Linked DNA regions of Mus musculus: region 1 is linked to region 2. Evidence: chromatin contacts called from public promoter capture Hi-C data. All regions are on one chromosome and are shown on one strand. Each heading gives the region's core, a stretch centred on a gene start, on an enhancer-like site or on the middle of the called end of the contact. The rest is flanking DNA. Distances are from core to core; before and after follow the strand shown.

Region 1 (6,543 bases), core at 3,307-5,806, 300 kb before region 2:
AGGCTTGGTGTTGAGCATCTCTGTCCATTGAACCATCTTGCCAGCCCACAGGCTTTAAAGAACTTACCACGAGGCCTTACCATGCATACGGCTGTGCTTGCGATTCATTGTCTTTTGGCAATTAATGTTCTATTAAGTCGACCCAAGTGACACACATCTATAGTCCCAGCTAGTCTGGAAACAGGCAGGTGGATTTCTCAAGCCCAGAAATTCAGGGCCTTCCTGGGTAACAAAGCAGGGTTCCAACTCAAAAGAGAAAAAAAAAAAAAACTTTATTCAATGTACTGTCATTCAAGAGCTCTAGCTGAGCCTGGATCTTACAAGACTCTACTCAGCAACCCTTCCTGACCCCAGGAGACCTGCCCAAGAAACACTACACTAACATCAGTGAAGCCTTGGGGTACCAGCTTTCCCCAGCTTAGATTTACACAATTCACAAGCTTTTCTGCTTTTTGTACCTAGAGTGTGTGTGTGTCCCAGCTTAGATTTACACAATTCACAAGCTTTTCTGCTTTTTGTACCTAGAGTGTGTGTGTGTGTGTATGTGTGTATTATATATATATATGTATGTGATTATGTAATATACATATATATAAATGTATGTGTGAGTGAGTGGTTTCAGTGTCCACAGAGGTCGGAAGAGGGAGGACATCAGATCCTCTGGACTTAGAGTTACAGGCAAATGTTCTTAACTGCTGATCCATGTCTCCAAACACTCTAAAGTTGTATATTCATATATTCAAATATATATTTGCCAAGCTGGTATATATATATCTGTGACTTTGAGGCCAGCTTGGTCTACATAGTGAGTTCCAGGACAGCTAGGGATGTTATACAGAGAAACCCTGTCTAGGGGAGAAGAAAAAAAGCTGCCATGTGTGTAAAAGTTCAAAAGTTACATTTTAGTAAATAAACTGAGCCAAGTGCAGTGACAGTCTCAAGATTAGCCAACGTCAGTACATAGCAAGTTTGAAGCTAGTCTAGGCTACATGAGACGCTGTCTCAAAAAAGTTGGGGGGAGGGGGGGCTCTGGATGTTGGTAGAGTGCCTGGTGTGCACAAAGCCCTGATTTTATACCCCCCACATCCTCAATGCATAACACAGGGTTGGGTGGCACACCACTGTAACGCAGTGCAGGAGAGGCTGAGACCAGAGAGCCAAAGTTCTCAGTCATTCTCTAATACTCGGTGAGTCTGAAGCCAACCTGTGATCCATGAGATTGGGGAAGGAAGTCAGGGATGAAGAGGAGGAGAAAGGAAATAGAGAAAAGAAAGGAACCTTACCGTACAGGCTCCTTCAACTTACGCAGTTCTGTTCTGACAAACAGAACACCTGCCTCACTCCTGAAGCACAGCCACCGTCCTGAGGGCTATAGATACTGCTCTACCAGGCACGGCCTCAGCCACACAGGCAGGAAGACAGCCTCTGGGCCTCTAATCTGCAGTTCTTATCTTGCCTCTGCCGGGTGCCAAAGCCCCAGCCCAGAGCACTGACTGAACAGGTGTGTCTGCCTCTGCTGCCCTCAGACCCAGATCCTCAGCCGCAGGACAGTCTGTCTCCACAAACACAATCCACTAGCCCACTTCAGCATGACTCCCGTCCCCACATGCTAGGAACAAAAGCTGTGAACCTCAGTAGTTAAAAGAGAACAAAACTGAAAACATATCCCTTCTAAACCGCGTGGCAACAGTCCTCAAAAGAGAAAGACTTGCCTATGGCTGACTGAGACACAGGAAGCCACACCCTCAAGTCTTAGATTTGTAAGACACCTGTATAGTGCACAAAACAAAAAGCAAGGTTCCACAGGGGTACCTGGAGCCTTTGGCTCCTTGCATCCCAGGACCTATAGCACCTGTGTTTTCCCAAAATGACACCCAGCCACAGTGATATCACAACAAACTAGCCATGAGTTCCCCTTTTCATTCCATCCACGTTCACTGAGCACCTATTACTTCCAGACACTGAGAATACAGATGCAAATGCAATGGACAAGAACCCATTCAAGATCACGTAGCTGGGACGGGAAGGCAGCAAGCATCATTTTTAGCAGATCGGATTAAGTGCTACAGAGAAAACAAGCAAGGAAATAGACAAGAAGGATGAATTTGATCAGCAAAGGGCACATCATGAAACATGTGAGTCAAGAAGACTAGACAGAAGTAAAGGGGCATGCTTGTGGATAGATGGGGAAGAACTTTCCAAAAGAAGGAAGATCAAGAGAAAAGCTAGCAGACGAGAAAAGCAAGGATCAGTCAAGGGGTCTGTCCTCGTAGTGCTGTTGGGATTGTTTGTTGTTCGTGGCTTGATCTCTGCATCCTAGACTAGCCTCAAACATTCAGCGGAGGGTGATCCGGAAGCTGACTCTCCTTTCTGTATCCCTAACGTGCTGAGATTACCAGCATGTACTGCCAGGCACTCCCATTTTATGCCTTGCTGGGGATAGAACCCAAGGCTTCATGCAGGCTCTAAGCCAATGCTCTACCAACTGAGCTACATCCCCAGCCCCTGTTTGAATATTGTTAAAGAACAGATAGATGCAAGCTAACAAATGTTCAGGAAAAAAAAAATCCTGTAATACCTGAAGCCAGGTAAGGCTCAGACCTCTCTAATGCTTAAGCCAAGCAAGCTTACAAGCATATGGGCCTGCAGAATTGGATCCTTATTGCTGCACTGAATTGGAAACCAGACTCCAGAACTTTTATTCTGGGGTCTAAACACCCTCCCCACTATAGACCTACCCATGATCCTCCTCCACAACATGCAAATAAAGCATGTAGCCCAGTTTTCAAACCCACCTGCTGCCCTAAGACAAGGTAGGTACACAGAACACAGTAATCATTCTCAGAGGATGGCCCTGGAACCTGCCGGTATTCCCCAAGCCTGATCAGGGAAACTGTAAAGTCAAAATTATTTTCATAAGCCACGCATGGAAGTGCACTCTAGAGGCCGATGGAAGAAGACAGTGGTTTGGAGATCTTTCTGGACTACATGGGGAGTTAGATCCAGGCCAGCCTGGACTGTTTGGGGAGTTAGATCCAGGCCAGCCTGGACTACCTGGACTGTTTGGGGAGTTAGATCCAGGCCAGCCTGGAATACATAGTGAGTTAGATCCAGGCCAGCCTGGACTGTTTGGGGAGTTAGATCCAAGATAGCCTGGACTATATGGGGAGTTAGATCCAGGCCAGCCTGGTGTGAGACACTGTCTCAAAAATCAAAACTGATAAACAAAGTCCATTCTCAGACCTGGTAAGATAGCCATCTCACTAGTGGGCGTAAGGGACTTACTGCCAAGCCTGACAACCTAAGTTTAATCCTAGGAATCCACAGAGTGGAAAGAGAGACACCCCCCAACTCCTACAAGTTGTTCTCTGGCCTCCACAGATTCTAAGTGGCAAGCATACACCTCTCTCCACTCACCCCATCCCATCCCGCATACAATCAATGCTTTAAAAAAAAGACTTATTATGTCCTTGGGTTAGCAGGACAAGAGTGCCAACCCCTTGCTATTTGTCCCTAGAGTAGCAAGGGGTTGGCACTCACAGGGGCCCCCTAAGACCATCGAAAAACACAGACATTTACATTATAATTCATAACAGTAGGAAAGTTACAGTTAGGAAGTACCAATGATTATAATTTTATGGGTGGATTTCACCGTGACATGAGGAACTGGGTATTCAAGGGCCGCAGCATTAGGAAGGTTGAGAACCGTTGTCCTAGGGGAAAGGTGGACCCAAGATGAAGGAATGCTTGAGTGCGAAAGCACCAGAACAGGTTCCTCTGCAGCTGGAGTTATAGGGAGGTGGAAGGGTAAGGATCTGAGTTCAAGTCCCCAGGACCCACATAGAGCTGGACACAGTAGCATGCATCTATAATCCCCAGTTCTCCTACAACCAGATGAGAAGCAGAGACAGAAGGCTGCCAGGAAGCCGTTGGATCAGCCAGCCTGTGTACACAGCAGGAAACACAGGACCATACCTCAAACAAGATGGAAGGTAAGGACCAGCACGGAAGGTTGTCCTCCAACCTCCACACATGCTCCACGGCACATGTGTGCCTCTACTCAGACATTAGAACACACACACACACATACACACAAACACACACATTTAATTAGTTAATAATAAACTATACTAAATTAAACCTTTCCTGGTCATTTTAGAGCGCAAGCAAGCAACCAGGATCCAGAGGCTAACAAGAGACAAATAATGAGTGTGCCAAGTCCATCTTTCCTGAGTTTTCCACTGGAATCGTCCAAATTAAACTAAACTTCAGAAGAGTTTATTTCAGAGCAGCTTAGCGAAGGCCAGGAGGTCTGAGAGAAGGAGTGTGGTCACAGACTTGAATCAAGGCCATAAGGGTAAGAGAGAGAGAGAAAGAGAGAGAGACAGAGACACCGAGACAGAGAGAGACAGAGACACTGAACCAGAGGGGAGGTCTCCAGAGCTGCAGTAGTAAGGAGGCAGGGGTCCTGCAGAGCCCTGCAGAGGTTTGCACAGCCAAATGCATGCTTATTCAGCTCACTAGACTACAGCATGGAAAGGAAGTCAGAGAAAGCGAAAGTCGAAAGTGGAAGTGTGAGATGAATTAAGGGAGACTTGGGGGACCTGGTGAGGCTCTGGCAGAGGCAGAGGAGAAATGATGACTTTACAGAAGCTACACCTACACCCACCCAACCATTCCATGGTTGACTGAACTCTGGGAGAGAGAACTAAGTAGAAGCTTCCCGGAACTAGCATCTAGAAAGATCTGCAGATCACACCCTCCGGCCACCACACTGCAGCAGCCAGTGATTAAGATGTGAAAACACATAAGTCTCTAGTTGCACAAGCATCCCAGAGGTCCTTCAGTTTCCCCGTACTCCAAGCATGACTTCCCTCCAAAGCATTTACATTTCTCAGCTGGCAAAGTTCTGCCCCCAGCCTGGCTTGGAGAAGCTCCTTTGTGCAAAGGGCAACTGCTAATGCAGAGACTCAGCTCCTGTCAAAGTGCTGAGAACAAATGACTGCAGAGTGCAAGCCCTCAACAGTGCGTCTCTGCACCCATCTCCAACACCCAGGGCCCACGGAGGCAGATGGGGTGGGGAGATCGTAAGAGCTGGAGGATGGAGGGGAGCGTCCCGAAAAGCTGTCCCCTAGAAAGGGCATGGCCGTGGCAATCACAGACACACAACAGACATGGCCACCAGCACAAGACCTGCCCAAAAGACCGTGTAGCCCAGGCTAGCCTCACACTCATGATCTTCCCCCAAACTCACAAGAGCTAGGATCACCACCATGTGCCTCCTTGTCCAACCATGAAAACTTAAAAGCAAATTAAAACCACCTCTCAAACTGGTGAAAATGAAAGCTTGTCAGCAACCAATAGGAACATCAAACTCTTCTGTAAGGTACTTAGCGCCATTTAAAGTGTGTGTGCCTTTTGACCTCAAAATTGCACAATAGCATTATGGCCTAAGGAAATATTGACTCCTGTGTGCAGATGGTAATGGGGTGGGGAGGAGGAGGAAGAGATAGGAAAGAAAGAAGAGAGGAAAGGAGTGTAGACAGAAGAGAAAAGAGAGGGGGAGAAGAATAGAGAAGAAAAAGGAAGGGAGAGGAGACAGGGGAGGGAGAGAGCTGAAAGTTATGCTGGATGAATGCAACCAATGAGGAGAGCAGGAGCAGGTGGGTCCGGCATCCTGCATCCTAGAGGGTCTTAAAGCACGCCTCCGGGAATGAGGAAGTGACATCATTGGGCTCTTTGAAAAGCCTGAGGATTAGCTCTATTGCCTGTTTGTCAGCGCTGCAGCTGCTCGCCAGGCTGGAATCCTGTGAGGTATGCAGTGCGCTGAGCTGGCTGGATGCCTGTGGCCACCACCTGGCCTCTGAGATCCCACCAGCTTTTGGAACAAGGCCCTAGCATCTTGCAGCAGATACAGAGAGTTATGGCTGGGCCAGTGGGGGATAAAGAGACCTCTTCTCAACTTCTCTTTTTCCTTCTTCCTTGTCTGAAGTCCTTTCTAGAGTAGTGGATCCCTTGTGTCTGTTCCATGAATGATGTTCTGATGGGGCCTGGTCCCATGGACCATACATAGCCCTAGCCTGGTGGCTCAGCCCTAATGCCAGGCTGTGAGTCAAAAGCTGCTCTGGCCGCGGAGGGTCACTCATATGTTCTCCTTCTTGCTATGGCCTCTGTGGAATCTTCTTGTGTCCCATAATTCCCACCCAAGAGGAGACCTCTCTCCAAGTGTGCCAGGACATGACCCCAAGAAAAGCACCATCTCTACAAAGCAAACCGCTCACTGCCTCCCAGAAATGAGATGACAAGAAAACCACTCTGCTCTTTCAAGTTGGCCCATAGAGGATGCGTGTGCACACACAAACACACCTTTTTTTCATGATACCTTTTGTTGAGTTGCTTCCCCACCCCCTTTTTTCCTTTTGAGACAGGGTTTCTCTAAATAGCCCTGGCTAGCCTAGAATTCACTGTGTAGACCAGGCTGGCCCCAAACTCAGACCACACACACTCACACACACACACACACACACACACACACACACACTT
Region 2 (6,104 bases), core at 409-2,908:
CTTCCATGTGGTACTCAGCACACACCCAGATGCCTCCCCTCATCCAGTGCTTCCGTGATGTTCCTTTCCACTCTGATTTCACTGTATCTCTTCAGCTCATACTATATGTTTATCACCTTTCTAGAAAAACTGTGCAAAAAAAAAAAAAATCACAGAGTGGGTAGGAGAAAACACCCAGTCCACTGCCTCTGAGCAGTATTGAGGTACCGTGGTGTTTCTTGGAGGGGAGAATCAGGAGAACTTTGCACACAGATAAGAAACTGTCTGCACTGTGCTGAGGACATGAGAACCTGTCTCTCTCTGTGGTCACATCAGGGACTGAGGACTCTGGATGACTAGAGGAAACCTCACAGCAGCCAGGAAAAGAGTATGGGGACTCCAGAGAAGGGTCCCCAAGTATTTGAGAGGAGCCCACACGCATTATACAGGGAATCTCAATCTGGCAGCTAAGGAAAATGGAGTGTGCAATCCTCTAAACAGGGACCCTTCTGGATGGTTAACTTATGTCAACTTGACATAGACCAGAGTCACCTGGGAAGAGGGAATTTCAATTTAGGAACTGTTTCCATCAGACTGTTCTGTGGAAATACCTGTGAGACATTCTCTTGATTAATGATTGATGTGGGAGCACCCAGGCCTGTGGACAGGGCCTTCCCTGGACAGGACTGGTCCTGGCTGTGGGAGATAGTAAACTGGGAACAAGCCAGGAAGCAGAGTTCCTCTGTGGTCTCTGCGTCGGTGCCAGCCTCGGCTTCCCTCGGTGATGGAGGCGACTTACCCTTTCCTTCCCAAGTTCCTTTTGATCAATGTTTTATCACAACAGAAAGGTAAACTTAAAACAGCCTTTTCCTACCTCTCTTCTGCACAGTAGTCAGATAATTGTTTTTAAATGTGTACCGGTGCTTGCCTAGCATTATGTGAGCCTCTGGGTTAAATATCTAGCACCACAATACAAACAGAGAGTAGCATGTGTGAACACGCGTGTATATGATGCAGTCCACCAGCACATCCCTCCCTGTCCAAAGTCTCAGCATTAGCCTGTGGTTCAGCACAGCCTATGAGGGCTGTCTGGGGTGGGGGTGGGGGTGTAGTAGTGGTGGTGGCTCTGTTTCTTCCACACCTTCTGCCCCAGGGTAGGCTGGGATGCTAGGGGGACACAGACTTAAACTGTCTGTGTTTATAAGAGTTCTAAAGAGCCAAGCTCAGTCCTTGTGTTTATGTGGCAGGTGAGTTTATCAGTTGAGCCTTTTTTCCCGTACCCGGAATCCATCACTCTCCTTCTCCGTTTCTCTCTCACAAACACAAGTGTGAGGGAGCAAGTTTCCGCCTACACACAGAAGCCAGAAGGCACCTAGGGTCCCGCTCTCGTTCTGCCTCATTCCTCTCAGACAGTCTCTCTCCCTCTCTCCCTCACCCACGGAGCCATCTCCCCAGCCCTTCGTGGAAAGATTGGCATATGTATGCATTCGGTACCCAGCAGTCTTACACATGCATGGCCTTCCATCACATGATAGAGAGGGTCTCATCCTGCAAGCCCCTTTCTCCTACAAGTTCTAGAGGCTGCCAAGGAGCCATTGGTTGGCAAGGGTGTGATGTGGGGGCATCTCTCTCCCGCACCTCTTGGCTGCCATCTGAGATGTGAAAAAAAACTGACTGAGAAACATCCCCAGACAGTGCCAGCTAACAGTGACATTCCATAGATAGCGACTATAGACTAAACTGGGTGGGACACAGCTCAGCGCCTGTAAGCAGGGAGGGGAAGAGGGGGAGATTTTTTTTTTCCCTTCCTAAAACACAGTAACAGTAAAAGCCAGCGATACTTTGGGGATAAGTTGGATCTTAATGGATATGTGAAATCTGTGCCTTTTGTTTTTGTTTTTAAGGAAATGGAGAAAGGAAGGAAGCTGGAGGGTTTGAATTTGTTCTGCTAGCTTTGGAATTCTGCAAAATCAGGAAATCAGAACGTACCAGTTCTCAGAGCAGTGACATTTAACTTGATTGGGAAGGGCACACCCAAGGTCACCCTTTAAAAGGGTTTGTCTTCCTCCGCAACATTTTGTTTTACCCAGCCTTTTGGAGCTCAGCACTTTTGGCTTCTTCTCACAGTGTGGGAAAACAAAATTGGAACATGACTGTTGCCTCTTAAGAGTGCTTTGTCTGGCCCCAGTGCCTTCTCCAGGGTGGGGCTCTGTAGAGGTTTGCTGATTGACTTACAGATGGAAGGCTACAGGAAAGGAGTGGAAGGAACAGGGGTGGGGGTGGGGGCTTCCTTCCACTTCTTGGCCCAGAGAACTGGATGTGTTTTATGCAGTCCTTGTTCATGGAAGATAATTTAGGCTCTAGGTATATTTTTAGTTTATTGGTTTAAAACTTAAAAATAATAATAATTCGAATGTAGCCACCATTTATTTTTAGTACTGTAACTAAACTCTGTTAAGATGCTGTTATTTGTACTCTCTGAGGGACTGGATAACTCCATGTGTCCAGGAATAGCCTGTTCTTGTTGCTCAGTGAATATTCCTTTCAGAACCACCCTGATCCTTTCCCTTTGCAAAATCTTAGGTCTAAGAGACGTCCCAGAAGACGACAATGGGAATTTCTTCTTCTACCTGGGCCTTGAGTGAAAACTGTACTGTTTTTCACTGAAGGCCCCAGAGGGAAGGAGTTGTAAGTGTTACTCTACAGGTCTGTCTCAAACTCCACACTTCCCTCATTTATGTGCACGGCATTGTGCCACGAGGCTGGAGACCTTCTAGCCTCCAGCTTCTCCTAGATATTCCTGTTCATCTGGGGCTAGCAACAGGGACTCCACATTGGATGAAGTCTGGGTCTCCACTTTTCTACTTGTAGACACGTTGTGCTCAAGAATCCCCCCGCCCCGGGGTGGGGTTTCTGGGTTCCAATTGGGATGTAAAGTGAATAAATACATTAATTAATGGAGGGAAAAAAAAAGAATTCTATGTTTCTGAGGCTAGAGAGATGGCTCAGGGGGCAAAAATACCAGAAGTGTGAGACCAAGGCTGAATTCCAAGCATCTACTTACAAACTAACATGACCACGTGTGCCTGTAACACCATTATTGCAGGGGCCAAGACTGGTAAATTCGGACAGATCACTGCTAGCCAGCCAGCCTTGCAGTGAACTTCCTGTTCACAGTGCCATAAAGCAGAGAGTGATACAGAAGAAGACACCAGATGCTCCACTCTGGTCTCCACAGGCATGCACACCCAGACACAAATGCGCAACACGCATACCACACACATTCACACATCGTCTGTGGGATACCCTGAATAACAGCAGGGGCAATCCCATATGCAGCTCTCGAGGCTTGATCAGCTAACCTTCCCCTCCACCCTGGTTGAGGCCCTCATCACAGCGGATGTGCCAACATTTCCCATCCTGCCTTTCCTCAGCCTCTGCTCTGAGGCACAGTCACTGGACTCTGTTGGGCCCTCCCTTCCCCTTTCTGGAGAAGGTAAGCCTTTGGTGCATTTCCAACCTGTGAGCAGCCCCTTCTGCTCAGGCCCTGCAATGGGTGATATGTTCTATTTCTCCTCCTTACAAACTTTATTCTCTGATTCATTCAAGAATTGCCCCACCCCCACCCCAAAGACCTCAGTCTCCCTCATTTCTGCCTCCCTGTTGTTAGACGAGGCTGTTTTACGTCAGACTCTCCTCACAGTCTGCAATTTTGAAGGTCTTAAGCGAAAGGGCATGTTTTCCTTCCCTTTCCTCATTTAGATTACAGTTCTGTCACAGTGGGGCTTCCCGCCCATCCACAGACCTCAGAGCACCAAAATACCAGAGAAGGTGTCAGCGTGACTAACTGCTATGCCCTCCAGTCAAGGCTCTTCTGACTGTGACCAAGCAAAGTTGGTATTATTCAGTTCTGGTCATCCCCTATCCCCCTTCCCCCCGGGTTATTAATAATTAGTTTTATTGCAGTTTTAAATATTAATTCTAGAACTGGACATGGTGACACATGCTTGTAATCGCAGCACTTGGGGTTTGCAGAAGCAGGAGAAATACTGCAAGTTCAAACCCAGCATGGTTTCCATAGTGAGGCTGGTGTCTCCCCACCCACAAAACAAATAAGTAAATAAATAAAACTGCTAAGTCTAGGCTTGGAGCATATGTAATTCAGTGGTAGAGCACTTGCCCAGAGCGCCCATTGCCCTTGGTCCAATCCCCAGTGTTATATAACACATACATAAAAAAGAAACCACTGCATAGATGTTACAGCTACTCAGAACCTTAAGTGTTTAAGGTCACATCAACCCAGAGGCTGCAGAGGAGACCTAGCTACTATAGCTTACAGATAGGTGATAGGGAGCTTTTTAGTAATGTGGCCGGGACTCCCAGGCTTTGAGTTGCAAAGCGTTCATTTTGGTGCCTTATCCACGAAGCGTCTTGTATGACATAGTGCCCACCTCCCCCTCTGTACAAAGTTTAAGGAAGAACTGGGGGTGTGCCCAGCAGCTCTGCGTGGGAAAGCAATGTTTACACGTTATTCACAGAGGACCGAGTGTTTTGAAATAATCTGGGTCTGAATACCATCAGAGAACCTGGAAAAGGAGAGAAGAGGTCCAGGAGGGGAGAGCTGGAGTGTGAGAGAAGCTACTTGGCCAGAGGTGAGCCCAAGGCATGGGAGTGGCCATCTGAAAGGCCGGGTGCTGGTTCTGGATAAAGACTGAGGTGCTGATGCCACACTTGATGAGTCACTAGATATATAGTGTATCGCTTTTCATACGCACGGAGTGTCCTAAGGAGCCAGATGCATATTTCCTGTTACATGTGTTTCTGTACCCTTGTTAAATGAGTTTTGAGAGACATTGCTGCCGATTACAGACCACAGTGTGAATCTCGATCCCTAGAGGTGGCAGATGTGCGCACACGCGCGCGCGCGCACACACACACACACACACACACACACACACACACACACTTCTTAAAAACAACACAAAACCAAAAAGAACCCAACTCAACAGCAACCAAGCACATTGTGAAGTTCCAGTCACCAATGAAAGTTCAGGGGAAAGTTTAATTTGTTCATTCACTCAATGCATAGTTCTCAAAGGTGTTGTTGAAAGTGATTTTTCATAAAGATGAAAAGGAACAAGCTATATAGACTCATAGCAGAAAGGCACTCCAGGCAAAGCACAAACACCCTGAGGTGGGCTAATGACAGGCAGATTGAGTAGCAAGGAGCAGAGTGTGTGGGCTTGGTGGTGGCGCTAAAGAAGGTGCAATCAGAAAAGATGGACAGGAGGCCACTCAAGGGACTCTCTCTTACAGAGCACGCTAGACTCTGGCTTCCTCGTGGTGAGATGGACAGGGTGGTGTGGGGGCTCTTGTGTAAAGAAGTGATGTGCACTGACCCTCACTGGAGCTCTCGACAGCGGGGAAACAGGCAGAAAGGAACCGAGGTGGAAACCCCAGGTAGTCGTGGACAGTGCGATAGAAATGCGGATGTGTAGAATAGAAGCTAGGTAAAAGTCAGATTAGAGGTTTGTTTAGAAGGGAGAGGGCTACAGGACTTGCGGGCAGATAAGCACAGAGGGCCTGAGAAGGAAGAGTCAGGAATGTTGCCTGGCAACAGGAAGGAAGGAGGAGCCATTGCCGGAAGTAGGAAAGGCAGTAGAAGAATCTGAGTCCTGAGGAAATGGTCAGGCGTGATTGAGATGCTTTGGGGGCATCCGGTGAGGAAAGTGAAGAAGCTACCAGGAAACCACGAGCCCCGAGCAGCAGATCCCAGGGGAATGAGAGAAGAAAAAAGGCAAAGTTGCCTGGCGGGCATCTCAGCCTTCACTCCTGCTAGAAGAAAGAATGAGAACTGCCGATCGGGGCTGACTGAATAGTCAGCGCGCGCTGGGGACTGGACCCCTTCCTTGGCTTCCAGGAGTATGGCGAAAAGGAAAAAGAACCCGAGTCAGAAGCTGCAGAAGGAGACTTCAGCTGGGACAGTGTTGTGGCAAAAGCAGGCCATTGCTCCACAAAAGACGGACTTAGTGTTCCAGGACAACTGGGAGCAGAGACGCATGCTTTCCCAAAGTCCCAGCACACCCGAAACTTGATCTAGAGACACCAGTGTAGTCCCTGGTTCA

What was found. Promoter capture Hi-C pulls out the DNA fragments that hold promoters and counts their contacts.
Region 1: a promoter capture Hi-C map of liver shows a contact between it and region 2, with 3 times the contacts expected there. The contact joins two enhancer-like sites. A contact is called at or near these places in 6 of 39 promoter capture datasets (the HPC-7 cell line, embryonic stem cells, liver and 2 more).

What each region holds. Positions count from the first base shown.
Region 1 is chr6:72,988,439-72,994,981 of GRCm38.p6, reverse strand. No RefSeq gene overlaps it. Among named protein-coding and RNA genes, the nearest start is that of Gm31547, 15 kb to the left of the region's middle. Within about 2 kb of position 4,556, at least 98 of the 459 cell types and tissues checked have an H3K27ac peak or open chromatin away from gene starts, as enhancers often do. A contact at or near this core is called in liver, where this site is marked.
Region 2 is chr6:72,690,320-72,696,423 of GRCm38.p6, reverse strand. The region is part of intron 3 of Tcf7l1 (transcription factor 7 like 1 (T cell specific, HMG box)); the gene reads left to right. It overlaps Gm31391 (a long non-coding RNA gene), which reads right to left. Exons shown (of 4, transcript XR_003956315.1): 4 at 4,485-6,104. Among named protein-coding and RNA genes, the nearest start is that of Gm31391, 38 kb to the right of the region's middle. Within about 2 kb of position 1,658, at least 25 of the 459 cell types and tissues checked have an H3K27ac peak or open chromatin away from gene starts, as enhancers often do. A contact at or near this core is called in liver, where this site is marked.